2 separate regions of the Zea mays genome follow, and region 2 is linked to region 1. A link is a contact called in public Hi-C data. All regions are on one chromosome and are shown on one strand. Each heading gives the region's core, a stretch centred on a gene start, on an enhancer-like site or on the middle of the called end of the contact. The rest is flanking DNA. Distances are from core to core; before and after follow the strand shown. Region 1 holds the start of LOC100383909. Region 2 has its middle 27 kb from the start of LOC103626993.

What was found. Hi-C and Micro-C count contacts between places; a contact is called where the count stands out from the background.
Region 2: a Hi-C map of ear shows a contact between it and region 1, with 2.4 times the contacts expected there. The contact joins the enhancer-like site here to the promoter of LOC100383909 in region 1. A contact is called at or near these places in 3 of 25 Hi-C or Micro-C datasets (ear, leaf and tassel).

What each region holds. Positions count from the first base shown.
Region 1 is chr5:146,503,314-146,507,147 of Zm-B73-REFERENCE-NAM-5.0, reverse strand. LOC100383909 reads right to left here and starts at 2,040. Exons shown (of 2, transcript NM_001176533.1): 1 at 1,874-2,040; 2 at 680-1,807. The coding sequence starts at 1,492. The coding sequence ends at 1,142.
Region 2 is chr5:146,607,312-146,611,490 of Zm-B73-REFERENCE-NAM-5.0, reverse strand. No RefSeq gene overlaps it. Among protein-coding and RNA genes, the nearest start is that of LOC103626993, 27 kb to the left of the region's middle. Within about 2 kb of position 1,375, at least 16 of the 20 cell types and tissues checked have an H3K27ac peak or open chromatin away from gene starts, as enhancers often do. A contact at or near this core is called in ear, leaf and tassel, where this site is marked.

The DNA of each region.
Region 1 (3,834 bases), core at 791-3,290:
ATACAATGGTGGACAGGGTGTCGCCTACAGCTCTGGTGTTAGTGGTGAAGCTTCGTCATAAATGAAATCTTGGAAGTTGAATGACTCATGACAAATATTGTCATGATTATGACCCTCATAGTTTTGATCCTTGTAATTGTATTGATCTTGCGCTTCAATATTGCGCATCTATTCAGCTGCTTCGTCAATCTTTTTTCTGAAGCTCAGAAAGACGAAGCATCTTCTCCCTGTGCCTCTCCATTTGCTAGTGGATTACTTCGAGGTTATTGATCTCTTGATCAAGCTCCTCATCATGTGGTTCTGGGCTAATGACCTTCCTCTTTTGGTTTCTTGCCTCCCTGAGGAGAACATCGTCCCCTTGATTGGGGTCCAAGGTCCTGAGGATAGAGCTGGTTGACGTTGCCTACTTTGGTGGCATGATGTAAGTTGTTGTGGTCATGGAATCACCGACGGTGGGCACCAATGTTGGTCACTTGTTTTCGATTGATAAAGGTATCAAAAAAGGCAACACAAGTTAGAAATATGAACCTTCGTCCACATGTTGTTACTTCTTCGAAGTAAGACCTTGAGGATGAAGGTTCTTAAGAGGAACTGTGAATGAAAGAATATCAAACCACAGGGTGATAGATGACAAAGTGCAAAAACTCATCTCTTATGCCTTAGCACTTTCATTCCATTTCCCTTCATATTAAATAAGTTTACAAACATACCTTCGGCTTCTTTGTGCAAGATAGCTTGAAGATACTTCGAAGGCTAAGTGGAACGAAGCTAAGGACCTTCAAAAAGGTGAATTTTTACACGGAATTGTTCATCTATTTATAGGGAAGACGAACAATCACTCATGAAATTACATGCATGCCCACGAAGCTTACAAATATGATTAACAAATAGTACAGGGGTAATATTGCCTTTTCCCTTTCTTTCTTGTCTCATAAGACTTTTGCTTCTCCCCCTTTGCTACCTCACGCTTGATCCTTTCTTTACGTCGAAGCCAGCAACCTTCGACCGACGTCCTTGCCGCGCATATATACAGACAAATCTCTTCTATTCATTGCTTCGGTCAAAGCCCAACTTTGTCCGCTCTTTACCGCATACCCGAAACACATTTGCATATAGCAAGGTAAAGGCATTTTGAGGATCTTCAGTAAGCTAGGCTCCCAACAGGAAGCATCTGACTTGTGATCGTCGAGCAAGCAATCGATGCCACCTCCTCAATGGCGGCATGGGCACATCGATAACCCATGAGATCTAGGAAGCCAATGTGTAAGCCTTCTTGACGATCCCCCACTCCTCTACTTCGACCTCTCTTGCTCTGGTCACCTCGAGAGGAGGACAGAGATCGTCGGAGCACTACTCCAAAGTGGTCCCAACTGTAGGGGCCAGTAGCATCGCGAGAGCCACCCTCTTCGCACTCGGAGGTGGAGGAGTCGGGGTGGCAGAGGTGGCAAAACCGCCGACGCAAGGGCGCCACCGGGCTCGCTTGAAGGGACATCAAGGCACAATGACACTCTCGCCACCTCGACCTCTCCCAAGTGGCTCGCCTTCACCGCACTCAGGGACAAGGAACCTAAGGGAGGTGGAGGCAGCAAGGCACCGAGCGCGCCCACCACAGAAGCATCGCCTGGCCTGTAGGCCCTCCGATCATGATGGTGGCACGACCGTTGACACAACTTCCCCCGAGTGGCTCAGCGCGACCGTGCCACTCGGATATGCCATCGGCACCAACGGCGCGGGCGCCGATGAAGGAAAAGTGCCTTCCCTCGCAGCACGAGCCGCGTCCTTCATCGTTTTGTGTGATACATACAAACTAAAGGAATGGCGGGTAAGGACCCAGAAACAATGGCAGAGAGGAATGGAAAAAAACACTACTCACCAGGAAGAGCGCGCCCGGACAAAGGGCATCCTCTATGCAAAAGGGTCCACCGCCGGTGAAGGCTCCGACGATGCCCCTTCAGGACACCTGACCGACACCGCAGATGCGACAGACGTTGTGGGTGTGGGAGATGCTGCTGTCATGGCAGGACAATTCGCCCATCGACGCCAATGCCACGGATCTGCCACAGGACGTGGAGGTCATGTCCTACATATCGGTGGAGGGGATAATACTCCTCCTCAGGTCGGCCTAGTGGGTGGCACGGTCCACCCATGCATGCATGCCATCGAGTCGGTCCAGCCCATTCTAAGTCTATTTGTGTCATGTCTGAGCTCCTGGATGGACACATGGGCCGACATGGCACGGATCGGGGCCAAAACAGGTCGTGCCTATCTCGGCACTGTTCATATTGGGACTAAGCGGGCTTAAGCTGTACCCATGTCGGGTTGCCCATTTGGACATCTATAATGAGGAAGAGAGAAAAGATGACACCAACTAGTGTACTGCTAGAATTATGTTCAAAAGAGCCCCAACTAGAATATATCTTTTGCCCTTTTCCTCTTCTCTTTCTCCTTTTGTTCTTTCTTTGGAAAAAGGGACTTCCTTGAATGCCAAGTTTGGTATAGTAATTATATAAAGTCTTGATAAGGGAAGAGATGAGCTTCCTTTATAGCCGCATAGGGTGGTTTTTGTGGCTACATAAGGTGGACTGATGGAGTGATGGTAGAGCAATGTTGTTAATCCCATCAGTGGGCACATGTTGTGCATTACCTTCTAACTATATAATGGTCATGGGAGTTCAGTTTATATAATATTCCATCCATCCCAAAAGAAACATAAATCTTGACTGGTTTTATAGAAGACAATAGCTACCTTCGTATCTTCAATTAGGTTTATTATAAAAATATATGCTTTGATTAGTCTAATGACAATTATTATACATCAATATATTTTTACATATATTTAGTTAAAATGTAGAATATTTGACTTTCTCGGAAGACATGGTTTACATTCTTTTAGGAAATAAGGTAGTCAGCTAATGTCCGTTGTATTCAGACCTTTGCGATTTGATGAATCATAAAAACCATATCCTCCTGTGGGCAATCAGAGGAGGTGAATGATTGCCGAAGCTTAAAAATAATTATAACACCTCCAAATCACAAGACCAATTTAATACACGTTTATAAATCTGGACAGATTGTTGTTACGTTAATAAAAACGTTGCTGAGCAAAATCCGTAACTCCGATCGATATCAAAATTTCACAGACTGAACTAGATACGATTATGAATCAAACCCAACTGGAATCAGGTCGATCAGACTTCCGGATCTAAAGTTATAAATGAAATAATCTTGCTGTTCCAGAGAGTGACGAGAATTGCTCAACCGCATGGGCCACGACTCAGCTCCCCTTGAGCCGACCTGGCAGACGGGCCAAGCTGGGCTTCCACCGCATGGGCTGCCGCGCCCTGGCCTCGCTTGAACGTCGCCTCACCTCAGCGTCCTCACAGACCGCTCCACAGCTGCCATTCTCCATAAAAAGCTGGCTCGCTTCCAGCCTTTGTGCCGAACATGGCTCGCCACCACGGCCACATACGCTGAGAAAACGCCCTCACGTAGGCTGAAACTCCTAGCCATACGGCCATACCAAGGAAGCATGCATGCTCTCTTTTCGTTTTTTTTTTCTTTTCCACTTTATTTTATTCATTTTTAATTAAAATTGAGTCCTAGTAAAATATGAATAATTATTTGGATCATAATCTATTGCCACCTCAAGGTGCAGCTGATGCATGCGCCATTTCATTTGCGTGCACCATGCAAGACGGGAGTTAACTTCTTATTTAGGAGATCTTTAAAAGGCTGTTGGAGAATAGTCTTTGTTTACATCTCAAATATTGTCAGAGAGGTACTAATCTAAGATATTGATAGCTAAATCAATTAAGAGCTGTTAGATATGCTCTT
Region 2 (4,179 bases), core at 126-2,625, 110 kb before region 1:
TATATTTATCCGGAGAATGGTTAGTTTTGGTAAACTTCCAAAGTACCATGGGGATCCTATAGCAGAAGAGTTAGCCAAAACACTCAACAGTTGGCCTTCATTGAACTATTATATCACTTGTTGTAAATATGTAAGTATGTGTTCATTTCAAATGTATTTATAAAAGGCACTTTGTTGCAATCCTAATGACTGTTATTTTGTAGGTTTTTATGCCATGGAAATTCAACGGATGCTACACATTTTTCGTAATCGATCATGGTAAAAAGCACGTAATTTTTATATACTTTACACCCACTTAAGATTGGTGTAAACACATGCCATACAAGAGGTTTGCGGAAGCAATTATCATGGCCTCAAAAAAATACAATTCGGTCTGGTGTTCCAATTGACTTAAAAGGGTATTTTCTCAATACCACGTTCTCAACAGTTTAAATTTTTTCTATGATAACCATTGTATATAATATAGTTGGCCAAACATTATTCTATAGGGTTAATACCAGCTACTTCGTTCTACAAGGTATGGTCATGTGGGGGAATGATATACGGATGGAATTTGATAGGGTGAGTGGAGTACGTTTGTTTCATGTTCAAACATACATTTTAGTTACATAATATAAATTTGACGTTTTGTTCTCTTATGTCTTTGTGTGTAGGATGCAAAGATTCTTCGAAGAAACTTTGTTAGTGATCTATTAAGTTATGAGGATAATTCGTGCCTATATGTCATCCCTGCAAATATACAACAAAGACTTATCAATATCGCTAAAAAGGATTAGATTAATGTACGGTTGTCGACATATTTGTCTATTATTAAAAAATCTATATTGACTCTTTAAAATAGTTTGTGCGATATTGATAATGTCTGTCACACAGATTCTGTATATTATAGTGAATAGATGGTGAGAGACTATGCACGAGACATGCAAATTAACAAGACTCATACAAGCGCGGAACAGTGTGCTGATGGAGCACAAGGGTAACACATGCTCAGGTCTTAACATGTTTGGCTTCCGAGCAAACTTTCTCCAGACCCCCAAGGAAATAGAAGATCTGATTAGATATGTGTCGATGCTTATCCCATCGTACTCCCGTTGCAACGCACGGGCACACACCTAGTAAAGATTATGAATACAAATTTAAAAGTTGTGCATCATGCTGGACCTTTTTGTTGTGTTGCATTTGAATTGAAGTTGGTATTCAAATTATGTTCAAAACTAAGTCAAATTTCTAATAAAGGAAAGGAATAGAAAATGAAATCAAGAAAATTCAAAGGAAAAAAGAAAGGAGAAATACCAGAATCGGCCCAAACAGACCCAACGCACAGCCCAGTCCCCTGCATTTGGCGCCGACACGTGGGCCCCACCCTTCGGCCACTCCATGAGCTCGTAGACTCAGGCGCTGTCCTATGGGCCCCGATGGTCAGCCCCCACGCCGACGACCAAAGGAACCCGGCGTGCCAACAAATGGCCCCACAAGCTCGATTTTAGCACCCGCTAACACTTGACGTTGTCCCTGGTCGTTGGACCCCACCGCTCAGACTCATCCCCGAGCTGTGAATCCACCGCACGTAACAGACCCCAAAAATCACCGGGGTTGTTGGATCCGCCAGTTGGGGGGTGTTACAGCCCAGGGCCTGACTACAAAATCATGCGTTGCAGAGCCCCTGCCCTCTATTTTTTCCCCCTACACTTAGTCACTTCACCGAGAGTACGAAGAGGGAGATCCCAAGCACCGCCTCGTGAGCACTTCGTTGGTGCCGTCACGGTCGAAAATAACGGCACAGAAGCCTCTACGACACGTGGGGTAAATGTGCGCGACATCATCAAGCCAAATTCTGGCTGGCTCTGGCAAGGATTCGTCATCGGACTTTGTGGGTGCAGTCGATTCGCCCCACAACGTCGCTGCGATATTCTGTCTCAGGATCACCGGTGAGTACCCATTCATCGTGTTCGCGTGGTCCTTCTCTTCGCCTAACACTAGTTGGATAGGTGATTGGAGATCAGAATCGCTGGACAGGGATTGCACCGGCGTGGTCTCCGCCGTAGAGGTAGGCACGCTGTCAGTGTTTTGGGTCCGACCGCGCACCCGGGGTTGCCCCTCGGAGTGCTTTTTGGAGTAGGGCGGTGTTACCGACTGTAGCTCGATGGTTCGCGCGGGATGCACGAGAGGCAGTGGACAGTTTTGTACAGGTTCAGGACACTTTGAGATGCGTAACACCCTACGTCCTGGCGTGAGTACTTTATGTGAAGGGTTACAGAGGAGCTCTCTGGTGTTATGGACGTAGAGAGACGGGCGGAGGGCTAAGTAATGAGATATCTGTAAGGAAAATGGACCCTAGGCCATTTGGCTAATTGAGTTTTGGTGTTTGATGAATAACACAATCCGTGAACTAATAAGTTTTCTAGTATTTGTGTTTGTAGTTCATAGGATGCAATATTTACTTGGACTAAGGAATTGAGGAAAGCAACACCTCAAAAGAAGACATTAAGAAGATCCAAGAAATGTCCAAGCGTGCTGCTGCGGACTGTCTGTGCGAAGGCGGACCGGACTGTCCGGTGCCCACACCGCTGGACTATCCGGTGCACCAGGGAACTCCAGCCCAATGGCTAGTTCCAGGTGGCACTCGAAGAGAAGACCACCAGACTGTCCGGTGTGAGCACCAGACTGTCCGGTGTGGAAAAGCCTGCGGCGCCAACGGTCACCTGCTCTGACAGAGCAACGGCTAGGCGCACTGGACAGGCTACAATGCGCTGTCCGGTGCACCACCGGACTGTCCGGTGCACCATCGGACTGTCCGTGTGCAGCAGAGAACTGCAGCTTTTCTCCAACGGCTATTTTGGAGTTGGGGCCTATATATACTTCACCCAACCGGCCATTTGAAGGTGTGGGAGCCCAAGCAACATACCAAGGCATATAGTGCACATTTCCAAGAGCTCAAACACCCAAGTGCTTAATAGAATCACTCGGTGATTAGCGTAGGTGCTTTGCAAAGTGCTTAGGTTAGTTAGACCGCTTTAGCGCTTTCTCTAGGGGAACCCTAGTTAGTTGAGTGAGTTTTGTAAAACCACACAACCCCTCGGCTCTTGCGTGAGTCGTTGTAATTGTACCGAGTGGGGCGAGAGTCTTGCGAGACCGTGACAACCGCGTTTGTGTCACGGCCGCCACCGTGTACCGGAGGGAACGAGGCCCGCGGCGTTTCGGCCAGAAGCTCGATAGTGGAGACGGCGAGGAGCGTCCGAGAGGAGCCGAAAGCGGAGCACCACTTGCACGTGGAGAAGGCCCGCGGCTCTCTACGGAGTTACTCGACCGTGGTGCTTGGCCCTCGCGTGGGCTTCCCTTTGCGTAGGGGCACCAACGAGGATTAGTCGGGACCTTGCGTGGTTCCGGATACCTCGGTAAAAATACCGGCGTCATCCATGAGAGTTTGCTTCTCTACTTTGCTCTTTAAGTTTCCGCATTTATATTGAGCATTTAAGTTTCAATCTTGTATCCATACTAATTTAGTGTAGATTGAAACTTAGCCTTTGCGGTAGAGATAGCAACACTTAGACAAAACCTAGTTTGCACATTCTAGTTTGATTATTTGCATAGGTTTTGCTCTAGGGATTTATTTGTGGCCTAGTTTACTAAAAGTTTTAGACACCCCCCCTCTTAGGCATCACCCGTTTCCTACAAGTGGTATCAGAGCCCGGTTTGGCTCATTTGAAACGCTTTAGCTTCACCGCTAAAAGAGCCAACGCTTTTTAGAGGAAGGGATGGATACCCATAGGCCACCACACTTCGACGGCACTAACTTCCCATATTATAGTGCTAGAATGGCTTGTTACCTAGAGGTCGTTGATCTAGGTGTTTGGAGAGTCACTCGTGACGGGATGAAACCCCTCAAGAATCCCGAGAAACCCACCACGAGTGAGGAAAAAGAAATTCATTTAAATGCTAGAGCCAAAAATTGCCTGTATGAATCTCTTAGAATGGATATTTTTAATCAAATATTTACCTTGAAAACTGCTAATGAGATTTGGCTAAAATTGCATGAGCTCCATGACGGCACATCCAATGTCCGTGATCAAAAACACTGCCTAGTCTTAAATCAGTATAATTCTTTTGCTATGAAAGATGATGAGCTTGTTAGAGACATGTATTCTCGTTTGAATCTAATCATCAATGAGCTCAATTCTA